Regions from separate parts of the Mus musculus genome. Here all the other regions are linked to region 1. Evidence: chromatin contacts called from public Hi-C data. All regions are on one chromosome and are shown on one strand. The core of a region is the stretch at or near the end of the contact, and the rest is flanking DNA. Distances in the headings are between cores, read along the strand shown. Region 1 holds the start of Arhgef1 (Rho guanine nucleotide exchange factor (GEF) 1). Region 2 holds the start of Cox6b1 (cytochrome c oxidase, subunit 6B1). Region 3 holds the start of Bloc1s3 (biogenesis of lysosomal organelles complex-1, subunit 3).

Region 1 (3,285 bases), core at 329-2,828:
TGGTGTGGGTGGCAGGGAAGACGTGTGGGGTCAGGTTTCACGGCAACCAAGGGCTGCCTATCTCACCTGTCGGATGGGAAGAGAAGCAAGCCACTGCAGCCTCAGGAACCGAAGCCTCCGCGCTCGAGCTCCAGGTTCCCCCACCCGTGCCGCAGAGTCGCTCTAGCCGAGCCAGAGGCCGCCTTTGCGTCCAGCTCCACTCCTCCCTCCGGCCGCTCTAGCCCGCCTCCTACCGCTCTCCGGCCTCGGCAACTCCACTCCTCCTGCCGGCGGGTATCGCAATACACGGCGCCACGCTGGCCCGATAGGGCCGCTCTGGTCTGCCTTGGAGGACCCTTGTTTCCGTATTTCGACTGCCCCTGTCACTCTCCTGGGCCCCGCCCCCTTAGCAGGAGTGGTGCATGGTTCCATTGCCTGGTTAGGGCTCAATCTCGGAGAAACTTCAAGTCGCTCAGGTCCTAAGCACCTATCGGGACCTCACATGAGCTCTACCTCCCCAACTCGGACCTATTAAATTCCAAATGCTTGTATACCCTCTGTCACCACTGTCAACTCCTCCCGCTGTAATTGGAAAGAAAAAACAAAACAAAAACAGAACCCCCTCACATAGATAGACACACACACACACACACACACACACACACACACACAAACAAAAGCATAAAACACTCATGCGCTCGAGCATATATTTTCTTCTGATAGACTAACCTGCAAAATGCAATGACTTCCCTTTAGGCCTCAGTCTTCCCATCTGTTCAATGAGGATATGTTTCCGGTTCTCTCCCCTACAGCCATCTCCCAGAGTATAATTAATACCACAGAGAGGGTAAGGAAAAAAGCTTTCTGAGACGTGTTTAACGCTCTGTAAGTCTCGGCTTTAAAATGTACTGCAGAGATATTTGTTTATTTTAGGGAGCTCTAATCAAGCATCCATGATCGCAGGGACAGCTCTTTACAGGAAACAGCTTTGAGTTCAAGTCCCAGATGCTCTGTCCCTACGACAAGGCAGTCCGACTCCCTGGGCCTCAGTTTCCCTGCTGATAAATGAGTGTTATCGTTCTTCGCTGGGAGCCTGGATCTCTACCTACTTGTGCTCTCGACAAGTGCTCTCTCTCTCTCTCTCTCTCTCTCTCTGTTTTGTTTTGTTTTTTTTTTTTTTTTTCTTTTGAGGCAGGTTCATGCTAGGTCGCCCAAGCTAACCTCGAACTCATGGCAATCCTCCTGTCTCTGCTTCCCAACTCCTGGGATGACAGGCGGGCGCCAACGCGCCGGGTTTTCTCTTTGCTCTCTTTGACAGATGAGAAAACCGAGGCCAGAGAAAGGCGGCTGCAGGTTCACTGGGCGCACCCTGGGAGGCCCTCCGCGCCCGGTCCCCTCCCTGCTCCTCCCTGCGGCGGCTGGAGGAGGAGGCCGGGCGGGGCCAGGGACAGTGTACCTGGTGTCCGCGCGGGGAGGTGACCGGCGAGGCGCCCGAGGTCGGGCTCGGGGATCCCGGGCCCGGTGTCCCGACTCCGGCTTCCTGGCTCTGGCGGGCAGGAAGTCGGGGCGTTTTTCCGGAGCCCCCGCCCGCCGCCCCTCCCCGCTTCCTGCCCGCGCCCCGTGCCCGCCCGGCACCTCGGCTTCCTTCCCCTTCTCGCCGCCCGCGCGGCTCCTCCTTTCCCCGCGGGCGCGTCCCCACCCGGCCCCGCCCGGCTCCCCTTCGCCTTTGTCCGCCTCCGCCGCCCTCCCTGCTGTTGCCCAGCTCCTGCCCTGGCCCTTACTCTCTCTTTCTCTTAGTTTGCGACAAGGGCTCCCTATGTAGCCCTGGCTGGCCTCGAACTTGTTGTGTAAGGCGGGCTGGATTCGAACTCAGGTGTCTCTGCTTCTGGAGTAGAGAGATTAAAGCTAAAGGTGCGCGCCACCACCCTGATCTCTTTTTCGAAGCTCGAAGGCCTTCCTGCCCACAAGGTCAGGGGCCCATCCAGGCACTCCTTGCTTTCTGGCCTCTGTTGCTTCTCCCTGCTGCAGCTCCTCTGTGCCTTGATCACGCTGGGCCCATTTCTTGCTGTTGGCTGTCTCTCTCATGCTCTGAGATTTCAGGCTTTGTCCTTTCCTCAACTGTTATTATCAGGCCAGCCAGTTTGTGTCTGCTTCTTCCTTTGGCTATTTATCTCTGCATCCTTGTCTCTGGGGATCCCACTGAGTCTCCTCTTGGCCTCCTGTCTTTTAACAACCTGAGTCTGCTCTTCCCATCCCAATGACTGTCACACCACTCTAGCTCTCTCTGTCATCCCCCTCCCCCCGGTTCTTGACAGAAACTCTCCAAATCTGCCTTATGCAAGTGAACCCATGAGGGAATTAGGCCCCACTCCAGAAAATAATATCTTGTGTTCTCAGAGTTTAAATATAGGTAAAAATTTGGTAACACCCGGGCTGGTTCCCCCTTGCTTTGGGACATGAGGAGGGTGAGGCCCTATAAGGGAGATAAACCAGCATTTCAATTGGGGTGGGGACTTCCCCAAGAGACTTCCTGTTATTTTGGGGGGAGGGGGTTGGGGAAGACAGACAGCAAGAACTGTCTGGTCCCAGATCTCAGAAGTGGTCAGGTGAGAACTTGAACCTAGAATCCTGGGTCTGAGGGGGGAGGGGACTTGGGTTTTCTGCTCCTGGTTCCCTGGCAGTGTTGAGGAGCAGTCTACATGAGATCCATGACTCCTGCCAAGGGCTGCTTTGGGAAGGATTTATTATCACTTAAGTGGCCATGACAGATCTGGGAGGAGGGGGGGTGACACTAACGAGGCTGCTGTAATCAGCTCCCCTAGAGGCAGCGATTAAGGGCTCATTACCCACTAGAGAGGGAGCTGGACTTGGGGAAGGACAAGATTAGGTGGGAGAATAGGGTGGGGCAGCCTGGAGGCAAGGGTAGGCCACTCGAGTGGCTGGAGCAAGCACTGGGAAGGGGGGACTCCAGGGGAAGAGTGGGGAGGCAGGGATGCTGGAGTCAGACATATGGCAGGCAGGGAAGGGTGGGACATGTCAGTCATGGCTTTTCCAGCTGGGCATCTCCAATGTGGAGGTTGCCCACATCCTGGTAGGTGCCCTGGAGTCCCCTGGAGATGTCCTCATACATAGAACAGTCATCAAGGTTCAGGCCCTGCAGGGGTCAGAGAGGAGACATCAGTACCCTGACAGCTGGAGCCCCAGCGTCCAGTCAACTCCAGGGTGAGACTCAAGGCAGACACCACACCCCATGCACCCGACGCCTGCTGCAAACAGTGCTTACCTCATAGAGATTTTCATCTTCAT
Region 2 (3,285 bases), core at 562-3,061, 5.7 Mb before region 1:
TTTTTTTGCTCACTCTGTCAATTCTGCTCACTCAGTCCCTGCTTGCTCCGGCCCAAAGATTTATTTATTATTATACATAAGTACACTGTAGCTGACTTCAGATATACCAGAAGAGGGCGTCAGATCTCATTAAGGGTGGTTGTGAGCCACCATGTGGTTGTTGGGATTTGAACTCAGGACCTTAGGAAGAGCAGTCAGTGCTCTTACCCACTGAGCTATCTCGCCAGCCCCCCACCCCTTTTTTAAAACAGGGTTTCTCTGTGTAGCCCTAGCTGTCCTGGAACTCATTCTGTAAACCAGGCTGCCCTCAAACTCAGAGATTCTCCTGCCTCTACTTCCCAAATGCTGGCATTAAAGGCGTGCACCACCACTGTCCAGCTAGCTATCTTATGAACTGAATTATGTCAATCCAGAATACAGGTTTTGTGTGTAAAAATTCACTCTAAAAAGGGCTTGGTGCTACACCAAGATCCCAAACACCTAGTGTAATCACTGGAGACCTAATAAAAACTTTCTATTAACTTAAACCCATGTCAGCACTTTAATCCCAGCACTCGGGGAGGCAGAGGCAGGCAGATAAAAATTCGAGGCCAGCCTGGCCTACAGAGTGAGTTCTAGGACACCCATAGATAGATAGATGAGTTTCCAGGGCTACACAGAGAACCCCTATGTGGATGGCTACTCTCAATTATCAACTTGACTATATATAGAATGAACTATAATCCAGAAACATAGGGAACACCTGTAATCCGGACTTGAGGCAGGAAGACAACATGCCTGTAATCTGGACCTTAAGGCTGGAAGACACAGGCTTTTGATCCAGACCTCTAGGAGGAATGACTCCTACAGGTCTTGAAGCACACTTTTATTCTGGGCCATATCTTCTGCTGGAGGCCTATATAAGGACAATGGAAGAAGGGACAGGTACTTGCTTTGCCAGTACTTCCTTTGGAGCCTACTTCTTCTGGATTCCAGTTTATGCAGAAAAGCAGCAGAAACAGCAACCCTCAAGGATCAGAGCAATTCACCACATTGCTTCCAATTATGATGATAATGGACGAAACTTGAAACTGTAAGCCAGCCCTTAATTGTTTTCCTTTATAAGAGTTGCCATAAACCGGGCGTGGTGGCCCATGCCTTTAATTCCAGCACTAGTTAGGCAGAGGCAGGCGGATTTCTGAGTCTACAAAGTGAGTTCCAGGACAGCCTGGTCTACAAAGTGAGTTCCAGGACAGCCAGGGCTATACAGAGAAACCCTGTCTCGAAAAACAAACAAACAAACAAACAAACAAACAAACAAAGAGTTGCCGTAGACATGATGTCTCTTCACTGCAATAAAACACAAACTAAGATTGTCTATCCCGAAAACCCAAATAAATAAATATAAATAACTTTCGAATCAAGGCACAGGGGTAAACGCTTGTTATCCTAACACCTAGTAATCTGTGATCAAAATTTCGAGGCCAGTCTGAGATATACAGCGAAGTCCTATTTCAAAACACAGATTATCTGTGACACTTTTCCATTCCCACTCTGAAGACAGTCTTATGCTTTTCCCTCTGGGAAGGACAGGCAGGTGATAATAACCCATAATTGAACGTCAGGTGCCTTTTAAGAGCAAAGTAAAATCTCGATTGGCCCAGCAACAATAATAAGCAGAAATTTAGCTCAATAGGAGGTCGGGCTTCTTCGGAAGTGGGCGTGGCCAAAGCGGTTTCTGGGCACGCCTCCCGAGGCCAATCTAGCAGCCCGGAGGACTCAGCTCGGCTCCTCCTCTCGCAGCTTCCGGCCAGTCGGAATTCCGCTTCCCGTCTGACATTGGCGTCTTTGCTAAGGGTCACATTGAAGTAACGCTACTCCGGGACAATCTTTAGGTGAGTGTGAAGGGTCGGGATCCTGGGGGAACCTTGTCCGTTGCAGAGAAGCGCCCCGGGGCTTCCCTGACGCCAAGCAGAAACTTCCGGCGGCCACGGGTCCGGTGTCCTGGAGCTAACCATTATAGCCGCCTTTCTTCATGATGGCTAGGTCGCTTTCTAAGCAGTCCCTATTACTCCATCCTTCAGCCCTACAAGTCCCCTTTGATAGCGTTGGGGCTGGAGTGTGAAGCGCCTTACCCGTGGCTATAAGGCAATTCGGATTTAGACCCAGTAAATTGGACTGTGGAGCTTTTAGTTGCGAGTTCACAGGCGTGGCCACCCGCGTTCCAAGGCCGAAGCCTGTCGCCTTGACTCGTGTCTTTCCCCTCAGCGTCATCTTTGATCAACTCTCAAAACTCGAGATATTGTCCAAAATTACTTCCGACACTGAGTCTTTTAAATCCCCCGTGCCCACCTTGCCTCCTTCAATGAACCTGCCCAAATACCCCACTTGTTTGGACTACTTCAGTTGACACTGGCACCTCTGTGGTGTCAAGGTCCCCCAGATGCTCTAGAGACAGTTTCTCTCAGGTCTGTTGATATTGACTATGTCATCTCTTCAGACATATCAAAGCTGAGAGAAGTCGATAAAACTCAAGGAGCTAAAGTATTTGAATGATTGGGGGGGGGGCGGTTTGCGTGGGGTTCTAATCGAATTCCAGTATTTACTTCCATTAGGAATGGAGGCAGCAACGTCAATAGATTTGGTAGCCTGGGCCATTGTCAGCAGGCAAAATCACAGATACCTGACACATGCCAGTTACAAGAGTCACAAATCTTCAGTCATGGTTACCTCCAGTTGTACTTTACTTGTTAAGTCCTTTGAGCTTTTTTTTTTTTTTTTTTTTGGAGCGGGGTGGGGGGGGACACATCTTAGGCAATCCCACAATGCATTTAGGCATATTCTGAGCAAAGTTTGAGTTCATTGGACCTCAGATGAGTGTGTGACGCCAGAAAACTAGCCGGTGACACCAGAAAATCCTTGCAGTGTTTTTGCTGGTGATGGATGAAGCATTATCACTGGGTGCTGTGTGACCTTGGAAAGTCATTTAGACACCCTGTCCCTTGTGTAGACAACAGAGGTAGCAATATCTTTTAGAGTGGCCATGGGGTAGGTATGTATAGAGTACACATAGTATGTGCTGTGCACACAGTGAGCGTTAACTGGAATTTAAGGATGAAGATTGGTTTTGCCAAGGAGACCTCTGTCCAACCCTACTGTGGCTTCTGTACTCAGATATATGGGTTTTCCCTGCCCTTCATCTTTCTGTGTTTGTGAAGAAGGGGGAGATAATGGTTTATTCACATTCAGCCTGTTATTCTGCTCTGGCCTGACATCCCCACACCCAGCACCTCCAGAATGGTTGCC
Region 3 (3,285 bases), core at 272-2,771, 5.4 Mb after region 1:
GATACTCAGGGAAGAAAAGAGAGAGCAGAGCAGTCTCTGCAGCAGGTCTTGAACTCCCACACAGTCATGGAAGTTCAAACTGCCATGTAGCCTATAAAATCAGGGAGGCAGCCGGGCGTGGTGGCACACGCCTTTAATCCCAGCACTTGGGAGGCAGAGGCAGGTGAATTTCTGAGTTGAGGCTAGCCTGGTCTACAGAGTGAGTTCCAGGACAGCCAGGGCTACACAGAGAAACCCTGTTTCGAACCCCCCCACCCCCACCCTCCCAAAAAATCAGGGAGGCTCCTGAGACCTGATGATCGGGCCACACTCCCACTAACTCTATTACCTCAGCTGTAGGGCCCCCAGTACGGACACAGTCGGTGGCAGCAGTTAGGAGCTACGAGGAGAGCCCTGGGCAAGCTCATATCTGTGCAGGCTCACAGAAAGCTATTTTAATCTCTTTATTAGAGTCAAGGTGACACAGAGCAGAGAGGAAGCAGGCTCCCTCCTTCCCAGAGCATGTGCCTCTGCACAAAGCAGCTTCTTCATGACCTCCCTAGGATGAGAAGGAAGACAATGGGAGGTGGATGGGAGTATGACACACAGGAAGGCACAAAGGAACACATAAGTGGTGGTAACTATTATTGATTACAATATTTCAGTGATCCCAGCGCCACCTTCCACATTACCGGGTGGGGTCTTTACTCATTACAGGGGCAAATCCATACTAAAAAACTCACTGTGTGCTGGGGTGTAGCGCGATCAGCACGCACTTTATCCAGCACACAGGCAGAGGGGACAGATGAGACCGGGTATGGTTGAGGGTGCATTTTCTAAGGAGGAAACGGAAGGATAGGAAGATTAAAGATGTTGAGTTGCATACTAAGTGGGTGGTGAGGCGAGCCCTCATCTGAGCCCAATAACAGCCAATTACCCTAATTATCAACGGCGCCCCAGGACGAGGCCTAGAACTGAGCGCCTTGACCCAAGTCATCTCGCTCCGCCTCAGCAATGACCTGCCATAAGGCTCGATCACACCCCACTTCTCCACCCCGAGGCCACGGCGTGCCGCTCACCCCCGAGCCTGGGTCCGGGTCCGGGGCCCACAGCTCCGCCACCATCTCGGTGTGCAGAAACTCGAATAGCACCGCGTCCGCCATACGCCGCCTCGCGACCCTCACGCCTGGCCAACGCTTCCGGCTCCCATTGGTCAGCTCGGGAGGTAGGCCCGATCTGATTGGTGATCCTATTTAGCTCCGCCTGCTTCTTGAAAGCCAGGAGGCGGGTCCACCGAGCCCCTTCCTTGGCCGCGCTGTTAACATCTTCCGCCCTTTCTTCGCTTCCCTCCCTGCTCCCGAGTCTTCGGACATCCAATTGGCTGAGTCTCTGATTCCTGTGAGGGTCCAAGATTAAAAAAAATAAATTTACGCGTCAAACGGAATTTTCCTAAATACATAAGCAAATAAATAAATAAACCCACACTACGGAAGCGACTTGTCTAACCGCTTTCCTATTGGCCATAACTCGGCTCACGTGACGCTGCGAGAGACCGGCTCACTTCCGCCAGGCAGCGGACCCCTTGGGCTCGGAGCCTCGGAGACCCGGTATGGCCTTCCTTCCGGGACTCTGGTGTCGGTGGCTCTTGTTAAGGGTCCCCTCGGGCGGCTGTCCTTTCTGTTTGCCCTGGTGCCTATTGCGGCCAAGTGCTCGCTGGCCAGGAGGACAGTGGAGGGTGTGGCCTGTGCTGGTGGGACTCTGGGAACTCTTGGTTACAAAGCTTTTAAAACTTACTTTATTATTGTCAGTATTATTTTGAGACAAGTTCTCACTATGTATGTAATGTTGGATGGCCTGGCACTATTGAGGATCAGGCTGATCTCGAACTCACAGAGATCTTCCTGCCTCTCCTCCGGTGCTGGGAATTAAAGTCATTATTATTATTTTATATTAGTTAATGTATATATACGCGTGCGTCTCTAGCACGCGTGTAGAGCTCAGAGGACAACTGTACGGGCCTCAGTTCGCTTCTTCCACCATGTGGGTCCCTGGGTTCGAACTCTTGGCGTCAGGTTTGATTGCAAGTGCCTTTTCCCAGCTGAGCCATCTCGTGTGACCTAGTTCTAAGGCTTTGCCTGGACGGTCCTTGATGTCCCCGGTGTGCACACAAATGATACAGAGGTGCACAATTCCAACCCATGTGTACACGAGGAAACTGAGGCCCAAGTCAGGACTCGCTGGGGATGGCGGTGAAGGGGCTGGGACTCGGGACCTCACGTCCGCTCAATTCCTCTTCTCCAGCTCCGTGCCATGGAGTCATCCCAGGGTCGGCGGAGAAGGCCGGGGACAGTGGTACCTGGGGAAGCTGCGGAGACCGACTCGGAGCTGTCTGCATCCTCGTCCGAGGAGGAACTATACCTGGGTCCCTCGGGCCCTACGCGCGGCCGTCCCACGGGGCTGCGTGTGGCCGGGGAGGCGGCGGAGACCGACTCGGAGCCTGAGCCCGAGCCCACGGTTGTGCCGGTCGACCTGCCCCCGCTCGTGGTGCAGCGCGATCCGGCGGAGACTTGGGGCACGGAGGAGACCCCTGCCATGGCGCCTGCGCGCTCGCTGCTGCAGCTCCGGTTGGCTGAGAGCCAGACGCGCCTGGACCACGACGTAGCGGCTGCGGTGAGCGGCGTGTACCGCCGTGCGGGTCGCGATGTGGCCGCCCTGGCGGGGAGGCTGGCGGCTGCTCAGGCCACCGGGCTGGCAGCCGCCCACAGCGTGCGCCTGGCGCGCGGGGACCTCTGCGCGCTCGCCGAGCGCCTGGATATCGTGGCTGGCTGTCGCTTGCTGCCGGACATACGAGGGGTCCCTGGTATGGAGCCCGAGCAGGACCCGGGACCTAGAGCCTAGGCTGTCACTCTGTGTCCCCCCACCTGACTCTGCCTCTTGGTGAACATTCGTACCACCTGTGGCATCTGACTCTGTTTTTGTTCCTGGATCACCGAGGCCTCCAATGCGTGGTAGCATTTGATCAATGCCGACAGAAGCCGAATCCTCGCATCTTCTTTGATATTCTTAGCACAATTCCGGGCTCCCCAACCCAGGTTCTGTGGCTATCAAGTAGCTTAGCCCCTATCCATTCTGGTCCTGTTTCCTAAATTCAGCTTTACTCTTGGGCAAAGCCAGAGGTTTGCTTTCTTTTGTTGAGCCTTTCTGAATTTAGGCTTTGGGGGGTAGTGGTGTCTCTCTAGTTTACATCCCTAAATGATGATCACTCCTGACCCGAGGATACCTTCCTCTTACACATATCCCTCTTAC

Evidence for each region. A called contact is a pair of places that touch in the nucleus more often than the background predicts.
Region 2: a Hi-C map of uterus shows a contact between it and region 1, with 6 times the contacts expected there. The contact joins the promoter of Cox6b1 here to the promoter of Arhgef1 in region 1. A contact is called at or near these places in 1 of 39 promoter capture datasets (cranial neural crest) and 1 of 484 Hi-C or Micro-C datasets (uterus).
Region 3: a Hi-C map of B cells shows a contact between it and region 1, with 5 read pairs. The contact joins the promoter of Bloc1s3 here to the promoter of Arhgef1 in region 1. A contact is called at or near these places in 2 of 39 promoter capture datasets (cranial neural crest and maxillary cranial neural crest) and 1 of 484 Hi-C or Micro-C datasets (B cells).

Annotation. Positions count from the first base shown.
Region 1 is chr7:24,901,279-24,904,563 of GRCm38.p6, reverse strand. It overlaps Arhgef1 (Rho guanine nucleotide exchange factor (GEF) 1), which reads right to left and starts at 1,578. Exons shown (of 30, transcript NM_001130151.1): 1 at 1,436-1,578. It overlaps Cd79a (CD79A antigen (immunoglobulin-associated alpha)), which reads right to left. Exons shown (of 5, transcript NM_007655.4): 4 at 3,263-3,285; 5 at 2,706-3,133. The coding sequence ends at 3,020.
Region 2 is chr7:30,624,640-30,627,924 of GRCm38.p6, reverse strand. Cox6b1 (cytochrome c oxidase, subunit 6B1) reads left to right here and starts at 1,811. Exons shown (of 4, transcript NM_025628.3): 1 at 1,811-1,874.
Region 3 is chr7:19,506,606-19,509,890 of GRCm38.p6, reverse strand. It overlaps Bloc1s3 (biogenesis of lysosomal organelles complex-1, subunit 3), which reads left to right and starts at 1,521. Exons shown (of 2, transcript NM_177692.4): 1 at 1,521-1,586; 2 at 2,281-3,285. The coding sequence starts at 2,290. The coding sequence ends at 2,877. Trappc6a (trafficking protein particle complex 6A) reads right to left here and starts at 1,221. Exons shown (of 6, transcript NM_025960.4): 1 at 1,059-1,221. The coding sequence starts at 1,142.